Regions from separate parts of the Mus musculus genome. Here all the other regions are linked to region 1. A link is a contact called in public Hi-C data. All regions are on one chromosome and are shown on one strand. Each heading gives the region's core, a stretch centred on a gene start, on an enhancer-like site or on the middle of the called end of the contact. The rest is flanking DNA. Distances are from core to core; before and after follow the strand shown. Region 1 overlaps Nrp1 (neuropilin 1). Region 2 has its middle 19 kb from the start of Gm32532. Region 3 has its middle 24 kb from the start of Gm32590. Region 4 has its middle 24 kb from the start of Gm32590. Region 5 has its middle 47 kb from the start of Gm32590.

Evidence for each region. A called contact is a pair of places that touch in the nucleus more often than the background predicts.
Region 2: a Hi-C map of bone marrow-derived macrophages shows a contact between it and region 1, with 11 read pairs. The contact joins two enhancer-like sites.
Region 3: a contact with region 1 is called in a Hi-C map of bone marrow-derived macrophages, with 16 read pairs. The contact joins two enhancer-like sites. A contact is called at or near these places in 1 of 484 Hi-C or Micro-C datasets (bone marrow-derived macrophages) and 1 of 115 datasets of contacts at active chromatin or transcription factors (acute myeloid leukemia).
Region 4: a contact with region 1 is called in a Hi-C map of bone marrow-derived macrophages, with 16 read pairs. The contact joins two enhancer-like sites. A contact is called at or near these places in 1 of 484 Hi-C or Micro-C datasets (bone marrow-derived macrophages) and 1 of 115 datasets of contacts at active chromatin or transcription factors (fibro-adipogenic progenitors).
Region 5: a contact with region 1 is called in a Hi-C map of bone marrow-derived macrophages, with 13 read pairs. The contact joins two enhancer-like sites.

What each region holds. Positions count from the first base shown.
Region 1 is chr8:128,449,477-128,452,204 of GRCm38.p6, reverse strand. All of the region lies in intron 6 of Nrp1 (neuropilin 1), which reads right to left. Among named protein-coding and RNA genes, the nearest start is that of Gm32643, 42 kb to the left of the region's middle. Within about 2 kb of position 1,399, at least 40 of the 459 cell types and tissues checked have an H3K27ac peak or open chromatin away from gene starts, as enhancers often do. A contact at or near this core is called in bone marrow-derived macrophages, where this site is marked.
Region 2 is chr8:127,708,281-127,711,008 of GRCm38.p6, reverse strand. No RefSeq gene overlaps it. Among named protein-coding and RNA genes, the nearest start is that of Gm32532, 19 kb to the right of the region's middle. Within about 2 kb of position 1,393, at least 10 of the 459 cell types and tissues checked have an H3K27ac peak or open chromatin away from gene starts, as enhancers often do. A contact at or near this core is called in bone marrow-derived macrophages, where this site is marked.
Region 3 is chr8:127,779,875-127,782,602 of GRCm38.p6, reverse strand. No RefSeq gene overlaps it. Among named protein-coding and RNA genes, the nearest start is that of Gm32590, 24 kb to the left of the region's middle. Within about 2 kb of position 1,397, at least 6 of the 459 cell types and tissues checked have an H3K27ac peak or open chromatin away from gene starts, as enhancers often do. A contact at or near this core is called in bone marrow-derived macrophages, where this site is marked.
Region 4 is chr8:127,828,142-127,830,869 of GRCm38.p6, reverse strand. No RefSeq gene overlaps it. Among named protein-coding and RNA genes, the nearest start is that of Gm32590, 24 kb to the right of the region's middle. Within about 2 kb of position 1,334, at least 19 of the 459 cell types and tissues checked have an H3K27ac peak or open chromatin away from gene starts, as enhancers often do. A contact at or near this core is called in bone marrow-derived macrophages, where this site is marked.
Region 5 is chr8:127,851,046-127,853,773 of GRCm38.p6, reverse strand. No RefSeq gene overlaps it. Among named protein-coding and RNA genes, the nearest start is that of Gm32590, 47 kb to the right of the region's middle. Within about 2 kb of position 1,398, at least 3 of the 459 cell types and tissues checked have an H3K27ac peak or open chromatin away from gene starts, as enhancers often do. A contact at or near this core is called in bone marrow-derived macrophages, where this site is marked.

The DNA of each region.
Region 1 (2,728 bases), core at 150-2,649:
GGCTGACATACACAGTATGAAACAGGAAAGAAAAGATGCAACGTTAAACATTGGGAAGGGTGGGGGAGGGGAGACATTTCACAGCTGACTGTGATGTCCAAGTGTGTAGCAAAGATTCTATAGTAGGATTCTGCAAGTAGACAGGAAGAGGAAGGGAGTGGGGCACACAGGAAGAGCAGAATTGACCATGAAGATCTGTAAAGATGAAACAGTCAGCACCAAGTAGCCAGCTATGCTTCTCACACTAGCAGACACTGTTGGTCTTAAATGCGTGGACTCTGAAGGACACTAATTGGAAGGCAGTGGTCAGCAGCTGTGGAGATAATGTAGAATCTCCAGATCCATCCTCGTCCATGTCCGGACTTTGCTTTGCTTTCACCCACCTTCTATTCCAGGCCACAAGAATGGTACACTTAAGACAAACAGCAGGAATAGTAGAGAAGCCAGCACTGTTCAGGGAAGTTCTCCACAGTGCACCCCCGCTGTGTTCTGGAGGGTTCCTTTCCTGCATGTTGCTCTCTTTCCCCACAGATATTTAGGCTCACAGGTACTACGATCAGGTAATATGCTTCCCAAACCCAGGCAACTTCTCTTCTCTCACTGTCTCCTGATTATTTGAGAGTCCTTACTTTCTGAGTTTGTAGAATATCCTTAACTTTCGGAGTTTTAGAGTATATCTTTACTTTCTAGCTGTCATATTCTTGCCTGGAAGATGGATGTGTTTTCAGGTCTGAATTTGGAGGAATTCTGTGATGAGGGATGGTGGGGAGGGATATGGAGTGGGGGTAGGCACATGTGCCATTGAACATCAAATGGTTTTCTCAGCTCGTTGAGCACTTCCCACTGGGGGTATGACACACATCAACATCTGGAAAGTATCCAGTGGTATGTACACTATCTTCAGAAGTTCATCAGACTTTGGAGTTCTAGTGGCTGCTTCCTGAGCCAGTTTTCACAGCTCAGTGGACATAAGTGACTCAATAAGACACTGTTTCCAACATTGATATAAAATTCAAAGAGTCTAGATTCTCTCACCATATCTTATTTTTGAACAAAGAGCTATCAGGCAGAAACAAAGAAATCACCAGCTTTTCCTTGTAGGTGTGAGATAGGGAGCAGCGTTGGTCCTACTGCTGGGGACCCTGGAAGGCAGGGGTCCCCTGACTCCTTCCTTGCTCTTTCTGTTCAGGTATCTACAAGAATAAACACTTTACGGCCAAAGGCATTGTCTTCACAATAACAGGAAACACATTCCCCAGATACAGAGAGGCAAGGAAAGGCCCACATTTTACTGAGGATCACTGGAGGACGAAGCAGCATTTCTCAGCATTGTATAGTAAATCACACAGCTCGTAGCCTTTGAGCCATGAAATGCTTGCCGCTGCTTGCCATGACTGCGCACAACCGGCCATTGGTAATGTAATGTGGAAAACCTCATTTCCAAAATGAAAATCTGCCTTGCTCAATAAAATACGGCCCCGTGAGTGAGCATTGGCAAGGGAGCATTTATCAGCTTTTAATGCTCCCCTGGCAGGCCAGCACAACAGCCTGAGAAAATAAAGGACAAAGAACTGAGGTCTGATTAAAAACCGGAAAGTCTGCTTGTGAGGGGAAGACATGGCAGGTTTTCTTCAGAACATCTCTGATGACTCAAGGCTGTTTAATTCATCAGTTGATACTAAAGCTAAAGAAAATATTTTTAAGTAATTGTCTCATTTCCTTAGATAAAACACATGTTTTCTGACCTAGCCAGGCATGTAGACCTCAGCTATTCTAGGCTGAGTGGGCTGATTCACAGCATCTGACCATTGTCTGCTTGAAACTCAGGATCTCTGGCTTTTTATAGATGCTAATCAGAACACAACCACCTAAGGTTAATAACATAATCCTCTGATGGTTAATAACATAATTCTTTATCTATATTATTTTGTCACGATTATTGTCTTATTTAGAAAAATGCTGATAACTAAAATTGTTCTTTTTAATAGAAAATCTGCAATGCAGCCTCTGTGTTTAGGGTATTTAATTTAAGGGTAAAACTTAAATGTGTTACCTCCTTCAAACCACCTATCAAACAAGGAAAATTTTATGGATAAATAAACTGAGAAACAAACTGTCATATTCCCTGGTCCAGAGTCACCCTGTGTGGCTCAAGGCACCCCATGCTGGTCTTCAAGTTCGGTGGCAGCAAAAATATAATCCAACAGCTTTTTTTTTTTTTGGAAATTAAATATTTTGTGCAGTTATGGGAAATATGAGGCCATCTGTGACTACCTTGTTGATTACTTTAAACTGCACACAAGGCTACTGGAAGAGTTTACTTTGAATATTATTATATGGTGGAAGAATAAGCTGATAGTTATGGATTTTTTTTTAAAGTTCAAGACAAAGATCCAACATTCTCTGGTAATCTTAGACACGTGAATGAATCCTTCTGACCATAGTTAAGAGAAAACCAAGTTCCGGTTGCAGCTGGATCTGATTCCTTGACACTCTTCTAGTGTTAACCCACAAACCAGTAGAACCAACTTAAAAACAAAAATTTAATTGTGAGTTAGTCCTTGACTAGTAAGCAGTTCCACTTGGTTCTTTGTCAGGGTTCATGAGAAAGAGGCAAAAGGAATAGCAAAATCTTACCCAGTTGCCTACCAGAAATTAATATTGCTCCTCTGTCTTTTATCTTTTGGCAGACTTTACTTAGAGAACAAGGGTGTCTTCAGACTCCAAC
Region 2 (2,728 bases), core at 144-2,643, 740 kb after region 1:
TTTGGGCAATGTATGCCAAAATATGGCTCAAGTACTTGTATATTTTGACAGGTGCACCAAGGTGAAGGTGGGAGATTAGAACAGAGCATTATTGCCCATTACTATCTGAATATCACTATTACATATATATATATATATATATATATATATATATATATATATATACATACTCTATATATTACTGACTATTAACATTACTATTCTGAGGGAGTGCATCCTATCTCCAGCCAGCATTTCAAAAGTGGTAAAATAATGCTACATTTCCAGAGGACAAATACTGCTGTGTGGCCATGCTGTAGAAAGTACTGTGTGCATGGGGGGTAGGGTGGGCAGAGGGGGCTTGATGTTAGATGTTTTTGCATAATCCTGCTATGACAGCAGAAGGCACCCCATGGAGGCTAAAGCACAAGTTTATCTGTCTGTCTGAAATGGAAGTTGACACTATGAGAACAAGAGGTTAAATCCTCTACTTTCTACTTTCACTTCAATAATTAACCAAACAATTTTGTCCAAAGAAAACATGCTTGTAAAATATTTTTAAATAGTGATTATTGTTTACATTCATCCTTTCATAAAGTTGCATTGATAGCTTTCGGAGACCTTCACCAGCGTTGATTCTGAAAGAGATCATCACCAGAACTGGGCTTGCAGATATTAGCTGTGGTTTCTTAGGACTGTGTAGTAAGCTTCACAGGTCATAGCCCAGAGCTGAGTAAGGAGGACACCTCTATGTTATTGAAGCCCAGCACCCTGGAAAACAGGGTGAACAGAAAGTGCCACATTTAAGGACAGGATCAATGCCTATTTCCAGGAGTCAGGCTTGGGTGATAACTCAATACTAAGTGCTTGACTGACTTGGAGAATCTGCAATCAGCTGTAAGATGCAATCTGAGCCTTGTTGCTAAGGTCTCAGAGCCAGAAAGAAAGAGAGGGACCACACCCTGTCCATGAAAAGTATGGAAAGCCTATCTTAATAAACTGGGCTAGTTAAGCTTGCTGAGACTTCAGGTCCTGAAGTTCCAAGGAAGCTGGCAATACTTAGATGGACTGTTAGGACACGGAAGGGCACGGAAGTCATGAAAGCCAGGGAGTCTTGATTCTCATTCTAAGTGCCTTTTAAAGTAATGGGGATTTTGGTAGACCACAATTCAATTGCTAAGTAATTGTATTGAATAAAATGTTCAAATGAGATTAATTGGCCCACTTAACAGCCCAAAGACTGCTACATAAAATAAGGTACAATTTTAAAGGAAGGATTAAAAAGAAAATGTGAAATCTGCTCCTCACCTCTCCAATCTGTGGCTTCTGTGGCATCCGTGACGGGACTGATGGTGGACAGTATCCCCACCCAATGGTCATGTTCTTGGTTTCAGGATCCTGAGTCATAACCTCAAGCTGGGCTCCACAAGAAGAGGAACAAACCCTTACATGGGACGTTGAAGAAAGCATGGTATTTGCTGAACAGTAACAGCTACAATAAAAAATCATGGATTTGGATAACATCAGCCATCATCTTGCTATCGATCGGCAAATTCAAGCCTCCCTTGACAGGTATCTAATCTCTGTGATGGATGGAGAGTCCGTATGTCCACATGACTTGGCCGTAGGGTACTCAGACATTTGGTCAATGCTATTCTGGGTATGTCTGTCAGAGATTTCTCTATGAGATTAGCATTTGAATCAGCAGAATGATGGAAAACAGGTTGCCCCTCTGAATGTGAGGGGCCTTGACTAATCCACTGAAGGTCTAACTAGAAAGAAGAACAAAAACCTGACCATGGAGGAATTGCTTTTTTCTACCTGATGGCCTTTAAGCTGGAATTTTGGGCCTTTATTCTTCAGACTCATACTTGAGCCTTGAATTTGGAGCCCTTGATTGACTGCATCTTAAGTCTAACACTATGGGACTTCTTAATGTCCATGGTGCGTGAGTCACTTCATTGTGACCCATGTAATCTTTATTGTCTATCTTATCTACCCATTCATTACCTGTCCACCATCCACCAGTCTACCCATCTGTACATGTAAACATACATGTGTTGTTTCACTTACCTGTGTATTCATCCACTTAGCATTTATTCAGTCACCCACCTATTACCCATCTACCATTTAGGTGTCTCTTTCTTTGCCTCTTTGTCTGTAGGCCTGAACATGGTGGTCACAGTAAAATATTTCCTAATATACAACAACTAAAATTAATCCAAACTCTAATCGGAGGTGTTGCTGCCAGCATTTCCCTAAGCCACGTCAGTACCGTGCAGTTTTGTTTGCAGAACACACAACCTACATCATATTTGTCATGCTACCTTGAAACAGCAGCAAATGCCCCAAAATGAGTCCGATCAGATTTTCAGACTATTATGGGTTATAGATTGCAGCATTTTCAATGTATAAATACAGTTTTCACCTCTTAGAGAAATATAATTGTATAATTATAAAACCAAAAGCTTTTAATATTTTCCTATAATTCCTCAGCAATTAGATACAAAATTAGAGCAACTTTGGTTGATATTAATTAGAATGTTTGGCTTTAGAAATTGTTGTTTAGGGCTAGGAATTGTAGCTAAGTGTGTAAAGCACGGATCTGCCATTCACAAAGCTCTGGGTTCCATTCACAAAGCTCTGGGTTCCATCCCCAGCACTTTGTGAAGCTGAACATAATGGAGCATGCCTGTAGTATCTGCACTCAGGAGGTACAGGCAGAAGAGTCAGTTCAAGATTACCCTTG
Region 3 (2,728 bases), core at 148-2,647, 670 kb after region 1:
GTTTTGCCACTATACTGAGGAATTAGATAGAGGGGGTCCAAGTGACATCAGATGAACTCACTGTGAAATTACCACCATAGCTTCATTCCGGTATTATGGCATTTACCAACTCTCTTGGGTCTTACTCAAACTCCTGGGCAGTGCTTTATCATGAAGAATCATGGCACTGATCACTTTGCCTGTTTGCTTAAATTGTTAGGAAGGTCACAAGCTACAGTACAAATGGGGAATCAAGAGATTAGTAAATAAAAGGTTTTTTAAAAGTTAAAGAAGGAAGTTCATAGCATGGGTGATTTGTTAATCAGAAGACGATTGCTAATCTGTTCAAGTCTAGCAATATATGTTGTATTGCACAGCAGATACTTGGTATAAATGCAACCCACCTCAATCTTGTGTATCTATATATACACTTTGGTTCTGAAGACCCAACCCAAAGTTCCATAGATGCTAAGCACATGCTTCCATTGAACTACATCTTTCTATCCTATCATGTTTTCTAGCCCAAGTTTTCCCTTTAAAAGTGGTTCCTCACTTTTAAAATATCATGTCCTGGCACATATTTTAGTAATTACGCTAATTAAGAAAGGTTCAAACAAAATGTTCAAGCATAATGCACTCATAAAGTTCTTGCTTCTGTATTTAAAAGCATAGGTGATTTGTTAATCAGATGATGATTGTCAAGATGCTCTCCAAAAGGAACAGCACAACCTCCAGGTGTAGAGCTATTGAGTGGTTTTACTATAGTGATGTTTTACTATCAAGGGTGAAGATTCATCATGAAGGGAGTCTCCAGCAGAAAAGCCCAGTAATGCCAGAAAACAAAGTGCAGTACTTCTGCAATAGAAGTGGGGCCACCAAGGGCAAGAGGATCAGAGACATCAAAAGCACAGTGACCAAGAGTCACTAGATCTCGGGACCCCTCTTAGAACATTTAAATCCTCTTCTCTCAGGTATTGAGAATGGAAATCTGTATTTCTCTTCACTTTTGAGAGAGCATCTCATATATGCTATGCTGGCCTGGAACTATTGATGTAGCCAAAGATGAGGTGAACTTCTGGCCTTCCTGCCTCTACCTCCAGACTGTAGGGATTATAAGGGTACCGCACTCAGTTTCTATGGTTCTGAGGATGAAATTTAGGTCTACTCCACATGCTGATCAAACATTCTAAGCTACATCTCCAGCTCAAATCTGCATTTTAGATGTGATTTCTAAAGAGTTCTTAAAATATCAAAAATTAAGTGATATCACCCAAGGACCCACAAGAAGGATGACTTAAAAAACACTCATGCACGTGGTTAGCACTGGGAATTTCCAGCAGATTGGCCCAGGGGAAGAGAGCTGTCAGGCAAAAATGAATGGTTTGGGTGTAAATGTAGAGCACAGATGATGGTGACCACAGCTGCCAGGGCCAACTTCCTTCTGTTCAGTTCCTGGATCCCTTCCTTACTGGCTGTCTGGCCTTGGGCCAGTCAAATTCAACTTCCTGGAGATGGATTCTTCATAATCACTACATTGTAAGGTGAGGGTATCAGTCAGCTGAAGTTTATTGGGATTATTCTGTGAGTCATAGAAGATCTTTAACCTCAGAAACTTAGTTTTCCCCTTAGCTAAAGCACAACTGCTCCTCCTTTTTCTCCTTTTTTTCCTCCTCCTCCTCCTCCTCCTCCTCCTCCTCCTCCTCCTCCTTTCCCTTCTCCTCACCCTTCTTCTTTCTCTTCCTCTTCTTTTACTTGTGTGTGTGTGTGTGGAGGGGTATGCACATGTGAAGTACCATGAGTATGGAGGTCAGGAAGTCAATTTGTGGAAGTCACTTCTCTGCTTCCTCCATGTAAGTCTCAGTGACTCAATTCAGATCATGTTTGTCAGCTTGGTAGGTTTACCCACGCTCATGGCTTCAATATGCTTGCCTCAGGGAGTAGCACTATTTGGAGGTGTGACATTGTTGGAGTACGTCTGTCTCTGTGAGCGTGGGCTTTAAGACCCTCATCCTAGCTGCCTGGAAGTCAGTCTTCCACTAGCAGCCTTTGGATGAAGATGTAAAACTCTCAGCTCTGCCTGTGCCATGCCTGCCTGGATATTGCCATGCTCCTGCCTTGATGATAATGGACTGAACCTCTGAACCTGTAAGCCAGCCCCAATTAAATGCTGTTTTTTATAAGACTTGCCTTGGTCATGGTGTCTATTCACAGCAGTAAAACCCTAAGACACCCGCCTAACTGTCTTGGCTCTTGAGTTTCATTATGACATCATTCTTCTGTTCTCAATGACCCTCTTCCTCTTCCCAACTTTCAACTTCAGCTTCCATGCCTTTGTGTGTGCATGATTCAATAAGTTTAATTGGGGTTGCTTTGTAGTGTGTGTCAAGGTTTACTTATAAGCGCATAGGCAACATATGATGGCTGCATCATTGAAGAAACTGACTCATGGGTTCTTATCAGACCTCACCACACCTCCAATTCTCTGGTCCTTTCTCTCCTTTTCATTTGCATGCACCCTGTCTTATAGCCAAGCTCAACTACATAGAAATGAGGTTGAAGGTGTGCTACATGGAAGTCATGGGGCAAAGCTCACACAACAAAGTGTGGTGGGGATTTTTGTAGTGTGTGAGAGAAATCAAAATGTTGTGAGAAAGGGGAGTGATGAAGGGGAATGGTTCTTGCACAAAAGGTTGAGGAATAATGGAGAGGAACAGTTCTATCAGAGTAAGCTGATGAACTTCCACAGTGC
Region 4 (2,728 bases), core at 85-2,584, 620 kb after region 1:
TTTCCCATTATCCCGCCCCCCCCTTTTATTAGGCTAAACTGTCATGCAACCCTGCAATGTACCTGACTCTACCTCCTCAGTTTGGGGATTACATGCATGCCAGAACAACCTACTGGTTTATGTGGCCCTGGAGGAGGGGCACAGGTCATTACCATGCTAGGCAAGCACTGTACCCGTTAAGCTAGGCTGGTTTGATGTTTCCCTTGGATGGGCATTTCTCATCTGAGAGGAGATGGGGGCCTCTGCACAGCTGCATATCATCAGCTGGTCCACTCTGATCTTCTCCCTGAACCAACAGAAGTCTTAACAGCTTTAGAAAAACTGGGTACAGCATTGGACCCTCCAACCATAACACTCCAGCTTCCCAGATGACCCCATGCTCTGTTCAAGAAGACGTTCAGTGGTTCTCACTTGAAAACAAATGTTGAGGCTTGGCAGGCCTCTCTGAAGATGGATCTGGATCCAGATCCTTAAGGCACACTCTCCTCCATCCTATGCCCTCATTTTCAGATGACAGAGCTCCCCTCTGGCCATCAGAGAATCACTATATCCCAGTACAGAACACCAAATGTCCTGGATGCCACAAGAAAGAAGATTTGCATAGTGGAAGGTTAGGAGGGGGAGTCAGGAGCTGGTGGCATTGGAAAGATTTAATATAAACACTTAGTGGTAGTGATAGGCCAACAGATAGATGGTGGCTCACATTTCTCCCCAAGCCTGTTTAAGTGAGTTTATCTGCACTAATAAGAAAGCTTACTCTAAGGGGAAGAAATAGTGAGAGATAGCTAGGATGGTTATCTTTACCAGGTCCACGGATAAAATAAAGCATGCTGCAGAACAAATGAGCAGACTCTCTCTTTGGCCAACAGGACTGTTATAGAAATAATCTCACAGTCTGTGAGGCTTCCCAGAGCTTGGTTTCTGTTCTACAGATGAGGAGAGGAACCAAAAATCTGTGTGGCAAATTTGTTTTTTCACATTGATCTTGTGTCAGCTTTCCATCATGTGACACAATGCCTCAGCTCAACAACCTAAAGGAAAGAGAAGTTTATGTGAGCTCATAGTTTCATAGTTTCCAGTCCATAGTTGCCTAGTAGTTTTGGGGTGTGGTGTCAAGCAGAACATGAAGGATGAGGGAGTAGTGGTAGAGACTGGTCCCCTTACACAGACAGAGAAAGGAAGGGAGTGGGAGATTAATAGAGGTGGGGAGGGGAGAGGAAGAGAAAAGGAAATAGAAGAGGAGGAGGCTGAGGGAATGAGAAGAGTAGAGAAACACCAGAAGTAAATAATCCCTTCAAACACTCTTCTCCTTCCTCCAATGAGGTCCCACTTCCCTAAGTTTCCACCACCTCCCTGTGTAGCTTTGAACTCATCAACAGACTGCTCCCTTAATGACATCTGAGCCTGGCAATCTGGTTGTTTTCCACAGATCCTACCCCTAAGCACTGCTACTGTGATAGCCATCAGCGTTTGAGTGTCAGGATGATTCACTCTGAGCCTTATCAAAACAAATTATTCGAACCTCAAATTTAAAGAGCGAGATTCTGGGAGCTCATTTACCCTTCTATTGGAATATAAATACTGTCAGGTAGAAATATCCAGCACATGCCATGATTCTATGTAGAAGTTACTGCTAGAGAAAAGATAGTTTAATACAACCTGGGATACTATGGAGTACAGAGAATTGTCTTTGGACCCCAAGTATTGGATTCCTTATGAAAGAAAAAAATCCATACATATGATTTGAGTTACCATCCTAATGGTGTGGTTTACAGGGTTTACATGAAACCAAAATCTTTACTATAGTTTGGATCTTAAACATCTGCTTAGTTCCTTGTGTAATGCACCCTGCCCCCAGAGGAGCTATTAGAAGTTGGTGGAACCTCTAAGAGTGAGAGCATAGAAGGAGGTCCTTCGATTAGTATGTGTGTGTGTGTGTGTGATGTGAAGATGGTAATGGGACCCTTGCTCTTATTGTCTGTGTGCTGTGCAGAGGGTAATGGGACCCTAGTCCCTGTTATGTGTGTGCTGTTTAGAAGGTGATGGGACCCTAGCCCCGTGTGTGTGTGTGTGTGTGTGTGTGCGCGCGCGCGCGCGCTGTGCAGAGGGTAATAATGGGACTCTAGCCCTTATCTGTTTCACTCTTTTGCTTCCTGATCATCAGATAAGGGGTGCTATTCAGTAGCACAATCCCACCTTGATGAGTTTCTCACTACAACCCCAAAAGCAACAGGGTCAATTGTTCATGAGCTAGGCCAGATAAAACCTTGAGTCAAAATAAACCTTTTCTCTTTTTGAGTTCATTGTCTCAGGTATTTGTACCAATGCTGGGGAACTAAGTAAGGCAATGCTGATCAAAACCGAAGCAACTTAAAATAGCTGGTAGCTCGTAGCTCAGCCATCTATACTAAGGAGAAAAGCCAAGGCAGTGAAAACATCTCGGGTTTGAGCTATTTTTCTCATAAGAGGGAGAGAAAAATGGAGCAATAAGCAGAAACAGGGACAAGCACAGAGATAAGAAAAAAAAATATTCTGTTCTCCATGGGCAAGCAGCTTCTCTGCGCCTCGCCCTTCAAACTAAGCCCAAATTCTGAATGTATGCACAGATAAAACAATAACTCTTCCTTCGCGTGTTTGATACATCCTAAAGTGTATGGATATGGCTACAGAAACATCTGTCTTCCACATCATCTGCCCATGGCTCCCCTTCGACTGAAATCTTGGATGG
Region 5 (2,728 bases), core at 149-2,648, 600 kb after region 1:
AAAAGAGAAGGGGTGGGGAAAAAGGTATGGGAGGAGACAGGGATAACATACAGAGGGTCAGGAAATTGAACAGACGTAGCAATGGGGGATGGGGAACTGGGGGTAGCCATTAGAAAGTCTCAGATGCCAGGAAAGCAAGAGGCTCACAGGATCCAATGGGGATGAGATTAGCTGAAATATCCAACAAAGGGGAAAAAAAGAACCTGTAGGGACCATATCCTGAGGTTAGACATGGCCCCGGTTGAGGGGATGGGGTCACCCACCCATCTCCAAAATTTTAACCCAGAATTGCTCCTGTCTAAAGGAAATGCAGGGAAAAAGAGTGGAACAGAGACTGAAGGAAAGGCCATCTAGAGACTGCCCCACCTGTGGATCCATCCCATATGCAGACACCAAACCCAGGCACAATTGCTGATATCAATAAGTGGTTGCTGATACCAAGAAGAGCCTGATATAGCTGTCTCCAGAATGGCTCTGCCGTAACCTTCAGTCTCTGTTCCACTCTTTTTCCCTGCATTTCCTTTAGACAGGAGCAATTCTGGGTTAAAATACAGATGGGGATGCACAAAATCAACCATCAGACTGAGCACGGGAACTCTAGTGGAGAAGTTAGGGAAGGACTGAAGGAGCTGAAGGAGTTTGTAACCCCATAGGAAGAACAACAATATCAACCAACCAGACCCCTGCTCCCAGAGCTCCCAGGGAATGGGAGGGGAGGCCCTTGGTCCTGTGAAGGCTTTATGCCCCAGTGTAAGGGAATGCTAGGGCAATGAGGTGGGAGTGGGGGGGGCACCCTCATAGAAGCAGGGGGAGGAGGGATGGGTTGGGGGTTTGTGAAGGAGAAACAGGGAAAGGGGATAACATTTGAAATGTAAATAAATAAAATAACCAATAAAAAAAAAGAAAGAAAAGAGAGGAAAAGAAAAGAAAAGAAAAGAAAAGAAAAGAAAAGAAAAGAAAAGAAGATGCATTCAAATAGTAAAATATGATCAAAGATGATGTATCTTACATGCAGAAATTCCTGAAGGTTCCATAGAAAAAAAATAGACCAACTAAGTTCAACAAAGCAGTAAGAAATAAAACATTAAAATTGAAAAAAATGCTCAGTTGAAAAACCACTTGCCAAACAAACACAAAGACTAAATGCAATTCCAAAAACTCCTGTGTAAAAGCTGCATTTTGGTGGCACACACACAATTCAATTGCTGAGCAGGTAGAGACAGTCCCAGGTCACTGGGACTCTCAGGCTAGTCAGTCTAACTGAGTCAGAGCATTCCTGTCTCAAGAAGCAAGCTCCTGAAGAATGATACCTAAGTTTGACCTCTGGCCTCCACATAAACACACACAAGATGTTCTGTCCACTTCTCCAAGCCAAGCCTATTCAGTTCCTCAAAAGGCCTGGGCCATCCCATGGTTCCTGTATTGAACCTCTGCTGTACTACTGTAACCAATTTAATGATCACAGAGGCTAAGTAAGTGTTCAACTGTCTCTTTCTCTTCTTGCTGTTACTAAATCCTTCCATATTAATAGTCAATTTCCCAGCAAAAACGTTACAGTACTAGCAGCTTGGGAAGAAGATAAGAGCTTGTAGAGATGGGAGAGCACGGTACTGCCTATGAATCACACCAGCAGGATAACTAGAAGAAAAGCATCAGTCTCAAGGAAACATTAGCTTGGGGAAGTGAAGGGGACCAATGAGAAAATCAGTCGCTGTGCCCTCCTGCATCCATCAGCCCTGCCATATCCCTGCTACCTCACTGTCCTGTGTGCTATGAATGAATCCAAATGAACTGGTATCTCTTGACACTTTTGTTTCTCCATTTTCACTGACACCTCACCCTTAGCACTTGACCCAGAGCCCCAAAAGTTGGGGGATATGGGCAGGGATAGGCCACTTCATACTTTAGTAATGTAAAGATCTTGAAAATATTTATCAAGACATATTCTCTTCTTATGTCCCTTTTGGGGTTCCCCATTCTTCTAAGACAATGGTTCTCAAACTTCTTAATGCTTAATTCGTTCTGTTCCCTGCTCATAAAATTATTTCACTGCCACTTTATAGCTATAATTTTGCTACTGTTATGAATCATAATGTTAATATTTGATATGCAACCCCAAAGGTGTCATGACCCTCAGGTTGAGAACCACTGTTCTAAGGCTTTATCAAAGCAGTGTCTCTTGCCTCTCTGAGTGTGGGTCGCATTACAACCTTCCACCCTGGACACTCAAGACAAGAGTCAGTCCTTTAAGACCCTTGCTAGCCTGGCTTCCCTGGAGTTGCCTTCAATATTGTTTAATTCATCTCTTTAGGAGGATTTCTTTTGAGTTCTTCTGTTTTGGGTCTAACTGATGTAATTTTATCTCAAAAACAATATTAGTGTGAGTAATAGACATCAAAGCATGTGACTTCCTGCTTGCCTTATGTCAGGGACTTTGAGATCAGCATCCAATATTTCACCATTTAGGTGACCAGCTCTGCTGACCCACTCAGCCTTTTTCCTCAGAGCTTCCCTTTCCCAAAAATAATACCCTCTAAATCCAAGCCAGTTGAAAGTACTAGATACACCCAACTGCTTGGAGCCCCAGAGAATGAGGCTAGGATTTCTTCAGCTAAATTACACTGGGCCTCGCTTTTTCCTTCACTCTCGAGACCCCTATCGCCAAATTCTGCTAATCTATTTGCTTACCTAATAACTACAGATCACAAATACTTCCTAAGTACACATG